Regions from separate parts of the Oryctolagus cuniculus genome. Here region 2 is linked to region 1. The links are chromatin contacts, called in public Micro-C maps. All regions are on one chromosome and are shown on one strand. Each heading gives the region's core, a stretch centred on a gene start, on an enhancer-like site or on the middle of the called end of the contact. The rest is flanking DNA. Distances are from core to core; before and after follow the strand shown.

Region 1 (3,090 bases), core at 199-2,698:
CGGCCCGTAGGGGCAGAAGCCGATGGTGTGGAAGGTGCGGCACAGCTCCGTCTTGTACTTGGGGTGCCGCGTCAGGCTGCGCAGCTCGTGGAAGCCGTGCGCGAACTGGCACTTCTCGCCGTACTTGCACGTGCCGCTCTCCTCGAAGGGCCGGCACAGCTCGGTCTTGTAGCGGGTCGAGTTGATCTGGGAGCCGCCGGCTCCCTTCTGTTGTTGCTGCTGCTGCTGCTGCTGCTGCAGGTGCAGGAGGTGCTGGCTGCGCTCGCCGTTCTCGCTGAACGAGCGGTCCCGGAATTTGTTCTCCTTGTTGAGCAGGGCCGTGCCGCCGCCGCCGCCCCCCGACGGCTCCTTGAGGGTGCCATAGGAGGCCGGGCCACCGGCCGCCGCGCTGCCGCCGTTAGCGGCGCCCGGGAACTTGGGCGAGCAGCTGCCGGGACTCGGCGCGGGGTGCGCCAGGGCGTGCAGGTTGCTGGCCGAGTGCCGTCGGAGGAAGCCCGGCGCGAAGCCCGAGGTGGGGGCGGCGGCCACGGGCGTCCCCACCGCCTTCTTGTCCAGCATGTTGTTCAGATTGAGGTTGGCCAGGGATTTCTCCGTCTGCCGGGGAGGGGAGAGCGAGCGGGGAAGGGATGAAAAGACGGACGGGGAGGCTAGCTGCACAGTCAGCCCCAACCTCTGGCTTCTTCTTTCCCAGCTCCTTTTCGCCCCATTTTTTTTTTTTTTTTTTTTTTGCAGGCTTCGCCTCGGCCTCCGCCCTCCTCCACCCGTACACACGCGCAAAAGAGCAGCAAGTTTGCGAGCAAGGCCGGCGAGGGCGGAGGCCGCCCAGCCTGGCCGCGCTGGGCTCCGACATGTGATCTGCAGCCCGCGGGCCGCCGGGTGGGCGGCGCAAACACCGTCCGGGAAGCCCCGGGCAGCGTGGCCGCCGCCGGCTCCTCCCCGCCCACAAGGCTCGAGCACACCCGGCTGCAAGCGGCGGGACTCTTCCCCGCCGGGAAAGTCACGGCGCGGAGGGGTCGCCCCGACGCGGGGGCGGCAGACGCGCCACGTCCGAGACGGCCCGGGGCCTCCGCTGGCCCGCGCGCCCGCCTCTCCCTCCCTGCTGCCCCGCGTACCTTGCACAAGAAGTCGATGTCGTAGAAGGCGGACAGAAGTGTGGTCGACATGTTTCTGGGTCCCGTAATGGTCGGAGCCGCAGGCGGGGAGGTCGGGAGGAGCCCTCGGGGCGGCGCGGCCGGCCTCGAGCCACGACGAATAACGGGCGAGGGGCGGGCAGGGGCCGAAAGTTTGCCGCGGGGCGAGCGGAGAAGCGGCGCGGACCGGGCAGGGGCTGCCCTGGAGTGCGGAGCGGGGCGGGGGGGAAGAGGAGAGGGAAGCAGAGCGCGCTCCTCCGCGCCCCGGGGTGCCGGCCCGCCCCCCGCGCGGAGCCGACGGCAGCTCGCGGACTGCTGGAACTCGGCGGCCCGCGAGCGCGCGCCCTATATAGAGCCCGCGCGCCCGGCCGCGGCGGGGCGGGCGCGCGGGGGGCGGGGACACCGCGCTGACCCCGCCGGGGTCTCCAGGCAACGCCGCCCGCCGGCTCGCGGACGTCAGGCGCCTTCCCGGCTTCCCATTGGCCGCCGCCAATTTTTTTCCTCCGGAGGGGGGAGGGAGCGGGGAGACTTCGGGGCGGGGCCGGCCGCCGGGGCGCCCGGGGCGGCACGGAGAGCTCGGCCGGGCTGGGTGCTGCTGGGTGGGTGGCGGCCGGCGGACGCGGCTCTCGCCCTCTGCTGGGGCTGCCGTGGTGGAAAGCCCCAGCACGTGTAACGTGATCAGGGCTCTGCAGTCCTGGACGGGTCTGTCCCCGCCCGCTCCTGCGAGGCGGATTTGCCAAGTTATTATCTGCTACTCTGGGTTTTGTGTTGGGCGCGGGAATTGCAAAATGCGCGAATCTTGCCAACCGTCCGCGAGGCCCGTCTGGTTTGCAAAGGGTGCTCAGGACGGAGGGCGGGGGCTCCGGCCGGGCTGCACGTGGAGCGACGCGTTGGGGGTGGGGGCGGCAGCGGCCACGCGGGCGGCCGGCCGCCGTCTTGCCCGGAGGCTCCCGAGCTGGTTTCTCCGCCCCTCTCCCCGCCCAGGCTCAGTAAACAGGGCTGGAGCGCCGGGGCCTGCCGGGCAGGGCTGAGTGTCTGAGGACAAGGCGCTGGCTTTGCTAATCACATCACAAGACCTTGAGCCGGGGCCAAAGGCGTGGAGTGGCGCGGGGCGTCCCGGGCGGGGGAGCGGACTCGGAGGACGCGGGGAGAAGCTGGGTGAGCCGTGCAGGCGCGGAGGTAGCTTCCCGCCGGCCTCCCGGGGCGTTGGGGGTGCCGCGGCCGCCGAGGGTCCGCGCCCAGCGCAGTCTGGGCCTGTCGCGCGCTCCAGGCCACTTCCCATCCCCGGCCGAGCCAGACCTGCGGCCCCGGTGGGGCACCCCCTTCGCTCTTCAGCTCCACGCCCCAACAGTTTGCACTGAGAAATGCGGTTTGCCGAAGGGTGCGCCGTCCCTGTTTGGGTACGGGGCAGACACCCGCCCGCAGCGCCGAGAGGCGAAAGCCACTGAAAGCACCTTCTCGCTCAGTCTGCACTGGCTGCCAAAAAGCTGGGGCCAGGCCCGCGCTGTCGTCCACCTGGCAGCCTGCACCCCAGCCGCGCTTAGCTGGAAGGTCCAGGGCGCTCAGGGAAGGAAGTTTACCTGGCCCCCACCCCTCCCCGAGTGGATCTCCCCACTTGCTGTGTCCGCACTAAGTTCGTTCCTTTTGGTGATCATTGTGTCAGTTAACCTGGAACAAAACGAGCTAGGCGGGTCGCTCAGGGCCCTGTGTGCCTTCCCCATGCTCTGCTCCCCTCCCTGCCCAGGGAGCTAGAGTCCAGGGTAGGGCTGGAGTTTAGCCCCCCCACCCCCCGGCATGTGGTCTTGAGCGAATCACATGGCGAGTTGGTGCTTGGGTTTCCTTGCTTGTAAAACTCAAGATAAAATGCATGCTTTTCTCACCTCTCACCTTTTGTCAAGGTGCAAATGAGGTATCTGCGAAGGTGTCTAAAAGATAAAACAAGTACAAGCCATCTTATGCA
Region 2 (3,090 bases), core at 313-2,812, 51 kb before region 1:
GCTCCTGACTTCAAGCCAGCCTGGCCTCGGCTGTTGCAGGCAGTCGGGGAGCAAACCAGCAGAGGGGATCTCCCTCTGTGTCTGTCTCTGTCTCTCTACCTTTCAAATCAAACGATATTTTTTCTTTTTTTTTTTTTGTTGTTGTTTTTACAGGCAGAGTGGACAGTGAGAGAGAGAGACAGAGAGAAAGGTATTCCTTTTCCGTTGGTTTACCCTCCAATGGCCGCTTGCAGCCGGTGCGCTGCAGCCAGCACACCGCACTGATCCGAAGCTAGGAGGCAGGTGTTTCTCCTGGTCTCCCATGGGGTGCAGGGCCCAAGCACTTGGGCCATCCTCCACTGCCTTCCCCGGCCACAGCAGAGAGCTGGACAGGAAGAGGAGCAACCGGCACAGAATCCGGCGCCCTGACCAGGACTAGAACCTGGGGTGCTGGCACCGCAGGTGGAGGATTAGCCTATTGAGCTGTGGCACCGGCCCATATGATATTTTTTCAAAGAAGGTTATGGTCAGAGGGCAAATTAGGAACAGAGACAGGGGTTGCAGAGGGGCAGTGGCTATAGTGGGAGGGGCCCAGGCTCTCTCGGGGGCTCTGCGGCCTGCCAGCTGTAAATGAGGCTATTGGGAGCCCCACATCTTAGAGCTCCTGTGGGCATGAGTGAGCTCACGGGAAAAGCTGGCAGAGGCCTGGCACCAAGCAGGTGGGCAGCAGGCAAGGCCCGACCCTGCTGGTTGTGGCTGGGGCCCTTCGGCTGCTGTTTGGGGGAGGGGCTTTGGTGTAAGGGGTTGGGGGGGCCTGGTGAGAAATGCTGGATGCCTGATGCCTGGGCCCCCGCAGGTGCAGCAGGATGGGCGGGGCCCAGCCCAGGGGAGTCAGTCCCAAGGCAGCAGGTGCCTACTGGGCAGAAGACCAAGGAGAGCTCAGACGCCCTGTCAGTCCTCCTCAGTCCCTTCCTGTCCATCCCTCAAGACCAGACTGGGTGCTTGCTGCCTTCCAGGTCAGCCACGCTGGGCTCCCTGATGGGAGGAAATTCTGGGGCCTGCTCTTCCGGGGCTCCTGCTAGAAGTGGGAGGAGGGGTGGCTCACTCCCCAGAGAACAAGGAAAAGGAACTGTGCTTTGGGGCAGGAAGGGCTGAGGGCCAGGAGGCCGGCAGGGAAGGGGCGGAGCCTGAAGTGCGGGAGAGGGGAGCAAAGGGGCTCTGCAGGCAGGGGGCGCTGGAAGGGAGGCTGCAAGCTGCACGCGGTACAGCTGGGAGGCGCACCCACCATCCGAGGTGGGGGGTGAGCCACAGAGGACACTGGTGGGAAGTGCCACTGGAGCGGAGTGCCCAGGGACAGGCCGGTGTTGGGAAACGCGGGAGGCGGTGCGCACCCTCCAACGTGCAGACAGCGGACGGCAGCGGTCTCCAGACAGGGCGCCCCCTCCCCTCCCTGAGAGGCCTGGGGACAGGACCTCACCTGACTGTCCCACGGGCAGGCCTCGGCTGTGTTGACAAACGGGCCCTTCCCCCGAGCCTGAGCGCTGAGACGGGGCATTGTTCAGCTGGATGTGAGTCACGGCTTTTCCTTCCTCCTCCTCTCGGCAGGCTGGCCAACACCCTGCCCATTCTCTCTGGGTCTCTCACAGACACACACGACTGCTTTTCAAAATGCACAAGCTAGAACTAAGTGCTCCAGCGACACCAGGGCTGGTGAGGGGCCAGGCGGGGGCTGCCCATGGCGTGGGTGCCTGGGGCCCACAGGTGCCTCTGAATGTCTGAGCTAGTTGAGCTCACACGGCATCTTTGGGTGTGCGAGCACAAGGCTGTGGCTGGGGGCCCGGGAAGTGGGCGCAGAAGCACGTGTTGTGTCTGTGCTATGGGCGGGGGTGGCATTTTGCGCCCAAGGTGTGCCTGTGTGGGTATCTGGTGGGAGAAGGGAGGTACTGGGCATGCAGGAAGTATGTCTGTGTGCCGGGGGGGGGGGGGGGGGGGGAGGAGGGTGGCTTAGTCACACCCTCATTCCATTTCCCTTGGCCAGGCCACAGGGTCAGAGATCAACCCAAGAGAGCAAGTGTTGGTGGCTGTGGTTGGGGGGCAGTGTGACATTCCTGGGGGGTCTCCAGGGGATGGGGAAGCTCATCAGATTTCCTGGGGGGCCTGGCTGCTCCCCCCCCCCAGCGGTCCACATGCCACGGGATCTCTACAAGGAGGTGCTCCCTGCACGCAGGTGAGCCTGGAGTAGTGGGGTGTGCTCCTTTCCTCCTTACTTCCCCTGCTCCCAAGGAAACCGGGCAGCAGGGGCTCCTTGGGTTCAGGGGCTGCAGCTCCTCGGTCCATCTATAGGGGGCGCTGACAGGCAGCCAGCACAGGCCTGCACCTGTTGGTTAAATGGGGGAGAAAAAAACCAGCTTGAACACACACGCATGCACACACAGAGAGCACAGGCCAGGGGAGGAGAGGGGCTTGAGGCCCTGTGACAGGCGGGAGGGTTTGTCTGTGGGACATGGGACTTTTCCACCCACTTGCCTTAGGCAGAGCAGTAGAGGCCTCCGTGAGACTAAAACCCCAGGCTAACATGGGTTGGGCTCCATGGAAGGGACAGGCAGGCTGTCCCTGGGCGCTCAATTTGGGACCCAGCACTCCTGAGGTCGTAGGGTGGGTGACAAGGGACAATGGGCTCTGTCCTCTTTCTCTCTTCTCTGCAGGCCTCACCCAGGCACCACTGCCTCCTGGAGCCCCTCAGGGAGATGAGGCTTGGCCACTCGTGCCCCAGGGTGTGGGGCTGGCACAGTCCCCCCCACCCGGCATGCACCATGCAGAGAAGGCACACTTGGGGGATTCTGAGCCTTGCACACATAGCTGCCTTCCCCAGGATTAACTCCATGACCAGGGGGTCCCTGGGGGCAAAACCATTAGGACCCCCTCCCCACACGTGACCAGTGGGTGCCTGCACTGCCAGGAGGGAGGCAGCTCCAGGGTTGGCTGTGGGTTCCGGGGGGTGGTCCCAGACCCAGGAGGTGCTGCCTCCCCCCAGCACTGCCCATTCATAAGCACTCACCCACCTGGGACAGCGAGCACACAGTACCCCAGTGAGCCCAGTGCCCCAGCGAG

What was found. A called contact is a pair of places that touch in the nucleus more often than the background predicts.
Region 2: a Micro-C map of ear pinna shows a contact between it and region 1, with 2.7 times the contacts expected there. The contact joins the enhancer-like site here to the promoter of ZFP36L2 in region 1. A contact is called at or near these places in 4 of 6 Hi-C or Micro-C datasets (ear pinna, liver, psoas muscle and 1 more).

What each region holds. Positions count from the first base shown.
Region 1 is chr2:159,502,988-159,506,077 of mOryCun1.1, reverse strand. ZFP36L2 (ZFP36 ring finger protein like 2) reads right to left here and starts at 1,448. Exons shown (of 2, transcript XM_008254731.4): 1 at 1,113-1,448; 2 at 1-594. The coding sequence starts at 1,163.
Region 2 is chr2:159,553,848-159,556,937 of mOryCun1.1, reverse strand. No RefSeq gene overlaps it. Among named protein-coding and RNA genes, the nearest start is that of ZFP36L2, 51 kb to the right of the region's middle. Within about 2 kb of position 1,562, at least 7 of the 8 cell types and tissues checked have an H3K27ac peak or open chromatin away from gene starts, as enhancers often do. A contact at or near this core is called in ear pinna, where this site is marked.